Linked DNA regions of Mus musculus: regions 1 and 3 are each linked to region 2. A link is a contact called in public promoter capture Hi-C data. All regions are on one chromosome and are shown on one strand. Each heading gives the region's core, a stretch centred on a gene start, on an enhancer-like site or on the middle of the called end of the contact. The rest is flanking DNA. Distances are from core to core; before and after follow the strand shown.

Region 1 (3,123 bases), core at 440-2,939, 220 kb before region 2:
CTTCATTTCTAGATTTGGGCTTGACCTTTAAAAAAAAAAAAGAAACAACAGAGATGTTTATGTGTTTTGCCAGATTGTCTGGCTGTGATGTTTGTGCATGTGTGTGCTGTACTAATGCCCTAAGCATAGGTGTGCTATAGGAATAATCATGGCTACTCTCACAGAGCTAGTGCAAAATGTTGTACTGTACTTGCTGAGAAGCAGGACTTTGAGGCTCTAATTAATTTTGTCCGCCTCAATTACTGTCCTTACATTTGTGCCAGATCTAGAGAGGTAGCTTGTTTTGTGATAACTTTCATTTTGAACAGTTGTTGTAAACATTTAGTGACCATTTGTATTTTCTTTCCTTCGAAGAGGCCTGTTTATGCCTTTTGACCACATTTAAAGGTCATTTGATGTACTTTCACATGTTTGTGCACTGTAAGTTATAACATTTATTTTCTATTCTCAAAAGATTCATCTTTATTTTTAAGATTTATTTATTTATTTATTATATGTAAGTACACTGTAGCTGTCTTCAGACACCCCAGAAGAAAACATCAGATTTCGTTACAGATGATTATGAGCCACCACATGGTTGCTGGGATTTGAACTCAGGACCTTCGGAAGAGCAGTCAGTGCTCTTAACCACTGAGCTATCTCTCCAGCACCTCATCTTTATTTTTAAATTGTATGTATGGGGGCGGTGCGATTGAGTGCAAGTGGGCACTGGGTTACCCTGGAGTGCAGTTGTAAGCCATCTGACTTGGGTGCTGGGGATCAAACTCAGGTCCTCTTGGAGGGCTTGATTTACTCTTATCCAATGAGCCATCACTCCAGGTCCCGTTTCTCTTTCTTCACCTAATGAAATTTCCTCATCTAAGATGAAGTACATGCGTACCCTAATGAGAAGCTTGGGGACTATATTTCAATACTGTCACTTACTGTGGTGACTCTAGACAAAGGGTTTTAATTTTTACTTTCCTTGCCTGTAAGTTGGGACAGTAGTGGTACATACTTCCTAGGGTAGTAGGGGACTAATAAGTTTGTGTATTACTGTAAGTGGTAAGTGTCATGGTACAGGGAAAAGATGGGTAACCACTATCAGCTTCTTCGGTTTACAGTTCCAATATCACTTGAAGACTCAGAGAATTCATTCAAGTGCTTATCCTATAAAGAGGCTCCTGGGCCTTCCTCAACCATAACTGCCTGCCCATAACCATGTGTTAACATATACACGAAAAAAAGAGGTGACACATCATCTATTCACCCCTCACATCCTTTACCCCCAAACTGGGCTTTTCATGTAATACTTCAAAGGTAATAAACGCTCATAGTACAGGAAGATGCTTGGCAAATGGGTGTTAACTTATGGATGGGGAACTATGGAATGTTGCAGCATTCATCAAGTAGAGGCGATAAAAGGAAAAGAACGGTCAATGGCCAAGTGGGCAGCTGATTGGCTGGAGCCCAGAACGCATCACAATAGAACCGCCAATATAAGAAAGGCTTTCCTCAGACAAAGTTAATAGCTTTCCAGCCAGCTTAGCCACAAGCATGTGAGAGCTAATGCTACCTATATTGAAGGTTCATGGGAAGTGCGGGGACTACCCGAGCCCCGCCCTGCCCCGCCCCCCGGGGTCCCAGCCCCGGCAGAGGCCAAAGAAGAGGCGGCGCCTGCGCCTTGCCGCCCAAGAACCACCTCCAGTGGTTCTCAACTACTCTCTGAAGATGGCGGACCCCACTTTTGCTGCTACCAGTAGCAGCACATCTTTCCGGGGGCTACACGAACGCTTGGGTGAGTGAGATGGATCATAGTCCCAGGGGGACAGGGACACTCATAGGCAGTGGGGTTGATGTAGCCCCAGGATCCAGAGAAGTAGCGTGGCTCAGTAACTTTTCCGTGGAGAGTCCCCTCGGTCCCTCATGGTCTATGATCCCCCTCATCTCTCTCAACACCTTAGGGCTGGGGCAAGAGAGATCAGAGAACCAGGACATGAAGGGGAAACCATCGGGCAGTGCTGTCAACATTCCAAAGACCATTGCTGGGCGGGCGGGAGCTACCAAACCCTAACTCTAGCCCTGTCTGCGTCGGGGACCAGTGACACCGCAGCAACTGCGGGAAAGCTCAGGGATGGGTGGGCGCTGGCCCGTGCTGGGCACATCCACACTTCAGGGTGGCCCTGCCAGGATCGGAAAGTTTGGGTTTTCCCTGAATCCCAAGGTGTTGGCGTTTTCCAGGTTCAGATCCAGGCGCGCGGGGGGCGGGGGGAGAACTGACGCTTAGGGCTTAGAATGTTGGGAAAAGATTTCACTTTGCTACGGCACGTGACTTTATCCCTAGGCTGAGCTGAATGAGAATCCTCACCTAGCAATACTTTCTCAACAGGTCCTATAATCAAAACTTTTTCTGTCTGGGGAGACGAAAAGGTTGGTGGGGTGTATTAATCTTAACAATTTTGGCAGCACCTATTTAATTCAGGAAATTGTGCGAGAAGGACAAGACTACTTTCCCCAGATATGCCTGTGAATAAGATGATTTTGATTGCTATAAAAATCTTTAAGGAGTTTTACATTGTAATTAGATGTACATATATTCATTTAGTGGGTTTTCTATGCATTTTAATATGCTAATACTAAAGAACTATTCTTATCTTAACAAATCACATTTTATATTTTCTACACAACTGTTTTAAATTAAAACCATTCAGCCAGATGAGCTTTAAAAACTGTGTGACTTAACTTGTTGCTTTTCCCTCGTTTGTTTAAATTCACAAATGGTTTCTCAGTTTAGAGCACGTTACTCAAAGATTGGGACCTATAAATGCAAGGAAAGCTACTAAGACTGAGAGCCAGATTAACAGCGTTTTAGAGCAGGAGAAACTTTAAAGTTAGTCTAGCAGCCAGAATCCCAGACTCAGAAGTCTTGAGCCACTTCCACAGCTTGGAGGTGTGCGGTATTAGGCAGCCTGATATTTTGTTACTATTTCGAATGGTGCAGTCGGGCTGGGAAGGGTGCTCTCCCCTAACAATGGCTGCTGGACACAAAGATTTCAGCAGTTTCCCACCAGCCTTTCAGTAGCTATTTGTTCTCCTGGTATCAACTGTTTATCTAGTAGGGAAACATTTAAAAACTATGTATTC
Region 2 (3,339 bases), core at 757-3,256:
ATCCCTACAGCCTGCTTCTATGAGGGTGTGCCCCCACCCATCCACCCATTCCTGCCACACCCCCCCCTGTCATTCCCCTACACTGGGGCATTGAGCCTCCACAGGACCTAGGGCCTCTCCTCCCATTGATGCCTGACAAGGCAATCCTCTGCTACATATGCAGCTGGAGCAATGGGTCTCTCCATGTGTACTTTTTGGTTGGTGGTTTAGTCCCTGGGAGTTCTGGGGTGTCTGGTTGGTTGATACTGTTGTTCTTCCTATGGGGTTGCAAACCCCTTCAGTCCTCCCCCTAACTCCTCCTCTTAAGCACCGTCCTGTCAACTAAATAGTGTTGAGTTGGCTTGTTCTGATTCTGAAGTTCATTGTTACTTGTCCTTTTGTAAGGAATATATGCTACTGCAATTGCTATGGATCAAGCACTGTGTGTAGAGGGTCCAGAGAACAGTGATGACTATGACTTAATGTGATGGGATCCAGTTTTTCAGATTTGAAGAAACTTAAGCATACCAAAAGACCACAGGCTTTTAAGAACTAGACTGAATCTCTGTAAAGATCTTTTCAGTGATAAAAACACTCTTTGTTCTTCACCAACAGTTGTTCACCCTTCATCCAACATGTTTGTATGCAATGCCTGCTGTTTGACAATGTTCTAGAGAGGGAGAAAGCTGTCTTCTTGCAGCTCCCATCCTAGAGTGGGAAGAGAGGCAGCAAACAATAGCAACCCAACAAACATAATAAAGAAATAACATCGTTTAGAAGATGATATAAAGTCAGAATAGAATAAGGAGATCATACCTGAGAATGCTTCAACTTTCAAAGGCATGGTAAGGACCAGCAGTACTGACCAGGTACTGGTGAGTCAACTGATTCAGATGACACAGTTCTTTGGAGACTGATGGGAAAGAATGGTAATCAGGCTTCACACTTATTTTGTGATATGACATCAACAAAGCTGTGCCACTCAGCCAGGGGCACTGAAGTAACTTATATAGAGTTGAGGGTGTGAGTTACCTTTGGCCATAAAAATGTCGTGCCCACAGGGTTTACTCACACGCAAATGAATACTCAGCAGTGAGTAGCTAGGAATGCTGATCTGGAGCTAAGGAGTTATGGTATTTGAGGTAAAGTTGTTGATTTGGAATCACTGGAAAAACTAAGCTGGTCTGAAGTGGAAATGAACTAATGAGCTTGCTGAGAGTAGAGCGAAAAGAGATCCAGGAAAAACTCTCCTTCTGAATGCCTACATTTTAGGAGATGAAGATAAAAATGGAGAAAGGTTACAGTTGTGTGCTCATCAGACTGTTTCCAACATCCCTTTATTCTCCCTTCATACATTCTAGCTTTCTTCATGACAAAACAGTCCCGCTGTGCTACACTCTCTTTTGTGTGGATCTTGCTCATAGAAACGTAAAGCAGAAAGGTAAGATGTTGAACCAATGCTCTGAGCGTCCCCAACATGCGAGAGTTCAGGGCTCCATACCCCCCAAGTTACTCTCTACACTTTATTTACTTCCTCACGTTGATGCCCTTGCAACCTGCCTCGGTAACCGTTTCTGAGGCCAGAGGCATAAGAAAGACTTAGTGAAAGGAAAGGACTCTGTTGGGAGGAAAACCAAATCAATTAACCAATTATCAAATACCAAGTACCAGGCTTTCGAGTTCTACGCCCACAGCCATTTAGCAACGCCACCAGCCCCACCTTCTTCTCCTCCCAGGCCTTTCCGTAAGTCCCGCCCCTTCTCCAAATCCGGCGCGTATTTGCGGACGCTCTACCTCGTCTCCCCATTGGTCTCGCTCGGCCTGTTCTTTCACGCCCCCAACTCAGCCCTGCCTCTCTCCGGGAAGCTGCACTGCGCAGTCGCAGAGGAGGCCTCAGGCCCTTTTTCCGTGTCGCTGTCCCCTTCTTCCCGGCATTCCTTTTTCCGCGTTCTCTCGGCGGCTCTCTGGGTCTGGCCACCGCCGGCACTTCGCGCCCAGGGCTCTGGTGACGTCATGTTCCTGCGCCGCGTGGACGCCCGCCGGTGAAAGGAGGAGTACCTCTGCCGCCCTTCGTCTCCTTTTGTTGGGCTGCCGCTCCTTCTGAATCATGGCGCCGTCGCTGTGGAAGGGGCTTGTAGGTGTCGGGCTTTTTGCCCTAGCCCACGCTGCCTTTTCAGCTGCGCAGCGTAAGTAACTGAGGGACTGGGACCGCTCGCGTGGGGGACACCAGGGGCTGTGGGGGCGCTCCCCTAAGGGACTGTTGAACCCAGTGCAGGAGAGCCGTTTTAGGTCGGGGTGACTAAGTAAAGCCGTGCAGGGTCCTCAGCGGAGGGCTTGAGATCAGATGGCTGAGGAACACCTAGATTGCAGGACGGCCAGAAGAGGTTGCTGAGGTTTGAGAAAGAATTCAGACCGGGACTCTGTCCCAGAACTCCAGACACGACATGCCATATGCAGCCTAGGTAGCTAAGACAAAGTGTGGAATTGAGAACTTTGCATGCATGTGGCATCGTGACAGCTAGCTAGACAGCATCCCGGCCACTCTGCTGTCCAGGCAAAGACGGAGAAGTTAAGTGACCGCTTGCCTCAGGGAGGCACTGTGACACGGGGAAAGAGCAGTGGACTGGTTTAAAAGGTTGGTTGTTAACATTTTGCTTAACTGTTAAATCTGTGTGACCTTGGGCAAATGATAACGGTGCTGTATGGTGGGTTTTTATTTTTGTATTTTTTTGTTTTTTGTTTTTGTTTGTTTTCTCAGATCAATAATTGAAGTTGCTTCTGCTTTTAGGTGCTAGAGGTTCCTTGATTCCTTTAAGGGAATTCTTAGACTAGTGGAAAAACTAGTGGGCCAACAAATAATTGCAGTAAGATAATGTGAATGTTCCAAAGGTGTGTGTGTGTGTGTGTGTGTGTGTATGTGTATGTATGTGTGTATGTATGTTCATGGGGAGTAGTAATTTGGTGGGACCCTGGGGAAAGTGCCTTAGAGCTTTGCTGCTCATAGTGTGGTCAGTAGAGCAGCATCGTGGACATCACCTGGGACCTTGTTAGTGTCTACTCAGGCTCCACCTCAGAACTGTTGAATCAGAATATTCGTTTTAATAAATCCCTGGGTGATTTATAGTTTGTGAAGCACTGTCCTGGAGGAGAATAGGATACACTGGAGTACTGGTTATTTTCGAAGTAAGCTTTGGCTCTACTATAGTCACAAAGCAAGTAAGGCCCTTGCTTGAACTCCAACAGCCTCATTTTCCCAGTGAAGAAATGCCTAGCTGAAGATAGTCTTAAATTTCCAGAGTAGACTTCATTCAAACAAGAAAGTTAGCTAGAAGTGTGTCATTAAAAGGTTAATCCAAACAG
Region 3 (2,915 bases), core at 254-2,753, 220 kb after region 2:
AAGAGAGACTTCAGAGTTGGCCTCCTGTGCATTCCCCTTCTCTACCCTATTCGGAGAGCAGCTGCCTGCTTCCAGAGTCCTTCCCACTTCTCCACACCCTGTGGCACACAGCAGACATGCCACTCATGGCTGGTAGATGGGCTTCTGGGTCTCCAGTGTGTCACTGCAGGTCCTTCAGGGAGCCTGGGCAGCCTGGAAAGGGTGGGAGAAGCAGCTTGTGGGGGAAGAGATGGCTAGAGCCAAGTATTTCCTGTTCTTCCCTGTCTGCAGATGCAGAGCCTCAGTAAGGTCCTCAGACCGGGTTAGGGGAATAAGTGGCTGAGTCCAGTCCCCTGCCCCATCCCCAACAGTGCTCCAGGCAATTTGGGAAGGGCTGTGCACAGCTGCAGAGAGTATCCTTGGGCCTCCCTGCCAAGAAGGAGACAGCCTTCGGATTGGCTCAAAAAGATCTGTTCATTTTATCTGCTCACCTGACTTAGGTAGAGATGGATGGATAATCTTTACTGTCTAGGGCCTTCCTGAGACCTCACTGGCCCAGTCCTCTCCCATTTAGGGTTCAGGTGACATCTCAGGAGTCCTCTGCATAAAAAGGGGTTGGATGCCTGGAAAGTGGGGGCGGGGGCGGGGGGTTCTCTGACAGTGTGCTGGTGATGAGCTGACTCTCCAAGATGCCCCTCGCCCCATCATGAATCACTCTACCAGGCAGCCGGTGTGCCCCGCTGCATTCTCTCTTTCCATAAACCAGTCTGGGTATTTACATGCAGTGGCCACATACCCCCCCCCCCCACCATTCCAACCTGTGGTCGCCTACCTTTAGGCACAGAGCCTGGTAAATCAAGTCCTGTGGTAGTAGCATGCTCTCTTTTGGGCTCTCCCGCTTTTGGCCAATGGGGAGGCAACAGGTTTGCCAGACTCTGGTGATTCTCTGGATGCAGAGGAAAAGGACTGGGCTGTGAAGGTTTTTGCGGTATGGGATGTGGTTCCTCAGGCCCTTCGCAGAGACCTAAAATGGAGGGGCCCGGGCCGTGCCGCCTGCGCCCCCCGCCGCAGTCTGGAGGCACTGTGCGCCCCGCTGTCCTTCCTGCGGCCGCCAGGATGGCGCGGAAGGCGCGGATGGCCCTCTCCTCCGTGGCGGAGGGCGTTTGCTCACTCGATCCGCACCTGCAGGCGGACGTTGAGCATCACTGAGGCCACCATGTAGAAGTAGGGGAAGTTCACGCGCAGGCGCCAGGCTAGGTCGAAGAAGGTGAGTAGCGTGCGCGTGAGCCCCTTGCAGAACGCACCGTAGGAGCTGCGTGTCGCCGCCCAACGCGACAGTCGCACTGCCAGGCCAGACAGGGCCGCCGCCGCAGCAGCAGCAGAGAGGGCCGCAGTCACCGCCATTGGCCTGGCTCACCGCTCACCTGCTGCAGAGCCAGCTCAATGCGCTGCGCCACGCCACCCCACTCTGTCCGCAACCCCGCCCAAGGGCTCCGGGTCCGTGCAGCCTTCAATGCTCCACCCCCAGCACCGCCGCCTTTGTAGCTCTCCGCCCTCTCTCCAGACCTGCCGCTGCTCAGCTCCGCCCCCTCAATGCAGGCTGGAGGCAGAAGTCCTTCTGCTAGTTCCGCAGGTATCATTAACTCATACAGGGTCCAGCTGCTGCACAATGGCTGTAGGGCTAGGGCCAGACTTGCTTCACCGGATTGACACAATCCCATGGATAGGAACCCTCTCTCCACGAAGTCCCAAACCTTCCAAGTGTTTGTCCCACCTGTTCATCGTATTCTTTCTTCCTAGTGTGTACAAAGACTGAGTGGCCTAGAAGGTGTGTTCCTAGGATTCACTGGGGAAATCGGCTAAGCAAGGGTGTGGGGGAGTTAAGGGCTAGCTCTTGGGAACTATTGATATTTCGATAGGAAACTATACCCAGAAATTCTCTCCTATGCACGCTAACACCCTCCACTGTCTCCCCAGGAAGCCAGGTCAAAGGACTCATTGCACCTTTCTTTATTCTCTCTCTCTCTCTACCCCTTTCTCTTTCCTTAACATCTCAATTATTTATGTATGTTTATTTTCTTACGGTCCTTTTTGTTGGCGTAATTTTACATAGTTATACAGTGTGACAATTAAATCCATGTATACAATGCATAAAGATCAAATCATAGTAATTAACCTCTCACCTTATTATTTCTCTGTGTTTGGAGCCTTCTCTCTTCTAGTTCTATTTAAAAACACAATAGGTTGTTATAATCTATAGCCACTGATTTGTCCTCTAGGAACCTAGAACTTAGTCCTCATACCTAATTGTATCACACTGTCTGTAATCCAGATTTCTAGTTCTCTTTCCTGTCTTCTTAGTCTGCTGTAACTCTCTTCTTTTTGAATAACCATTTAAAAAAATAGCCAGATTGAGTCATTACCTAAGACATTCCTTCAATTTCTTTTCTTTTCTTTTCTTTTTTTTTTTTGTTTGGATTGGATTTTCTTTATTTACATTTCAAATGTTTTCCCCTTTCCAGGTCTTTCCTTCAGAAACCCCCTATCCCATCCCCTCTCCCCCTGCCTCTGTGAGGATCCTCCCGCCCTGGCATTCCCTTACACTGGGGCATGGAACCCCCTCAGGCCCAAGGGCCTCTCCAACTAATGTCCAACAAGGCCATCCTCTGCCACATATGTGGCCAGCGCTATGGGTGGCTCAATGTGTACTCTTAGTGTACTAAAATGTCCCACACAGTGCCATCAACTCAATGGCGCATGCATTTTGTTGCTTTTCTGTTGGATTTGCTGGTCGCTCTTTCATGTTAACATCTGATCTTTCTATCAACAGGGTCCACCGAATCCAATCCAAAGCCAGGTCATCTCCAGAGATGCAGGGAACTGTTCGGTCATCTCTGCAAAAGTGAGGGCAAAACAGCCAAGGTTCCACATTGCAG

The links. Promoter capture Hi-C pulls out the DNA fragments that hold promoters and counts their contacts. Capture Hi-C pulls out chosen DNA fragments and counts their contacts.
Region 1: a contact with region 2 is called in a promoter capture Hi-C map of pancreatic islet. The contact joins the promoter of Map7d3 here to the promoter of Mmgt1 in region 2. A contact is called at or near these places in 11 of 39 promoter capture datasets (the 3T3-L1 cell line, the C10 cell line, the SN4741 cell line and 7 more), 6 of 115 datasets of contacts at active chromatin or transcription factors (cardiomyocytes, embryonic forebrain, embryonic stem cells and 1 more) and 2 of 9 other capture datasets (adipose tissue and pancreatic islet).
Region 3: a contact with region 2 is called in a promoter capture Hi-C map of the HPC-7 cell line. The contact joins the promoter of Smim10l2a here to the promoter of Mmgt1 in region 2. A contact is called at or near these places in 4 of 39 promoter capture datasets (the C10 cell line, the HPC-7 cell line and pre-B cells) and 1 of 9 other capture datasets (liver).

Annotation. Positions count from the first base shown.
Region 1 is chrX:56,820,891-56,824,013 of GRCm38.p6, reverse strand. Map7d3 (MAP7 domain containing 3) reads left to right here and starts at 1,689. Exons shown (of 16, transcript NM_177293.3): 1 at 1,689-1,777. The coding sequence starts at 1,711.
Region 2 is chrX:56,596,611-56,599,949 of GRCm38.p6, reverse strand. Mmgt1 (membrane magnesium transporter 1) reads left to right here and starts at 2,006. Exons shown (of 4, transcript NM_146234.4): 1 at 2,006-2,165. The coding sequence starts at 2,087. It overlaps Gm36239 (a long non-coding RNA gene), which reads right to left and starts at 1,758. Exons shown (of 3, transcript XR_386934.2): 1 at 1,648-1,758; 2 at 796-892; 3 at 294-687.
Region 3 is chrX:56,373,105-56,376,019 of GRCm38.p6, reverse strand. It overlaps Smim10l2a (small integral membrane protein 10 like 2A), which reads right to left and starts at 1,503. Exons shown (of 2, transcript NM_183030.2): 1 at 812-1,503. The coding sequence starts at 1,383. The coding sequence ends at 1,147.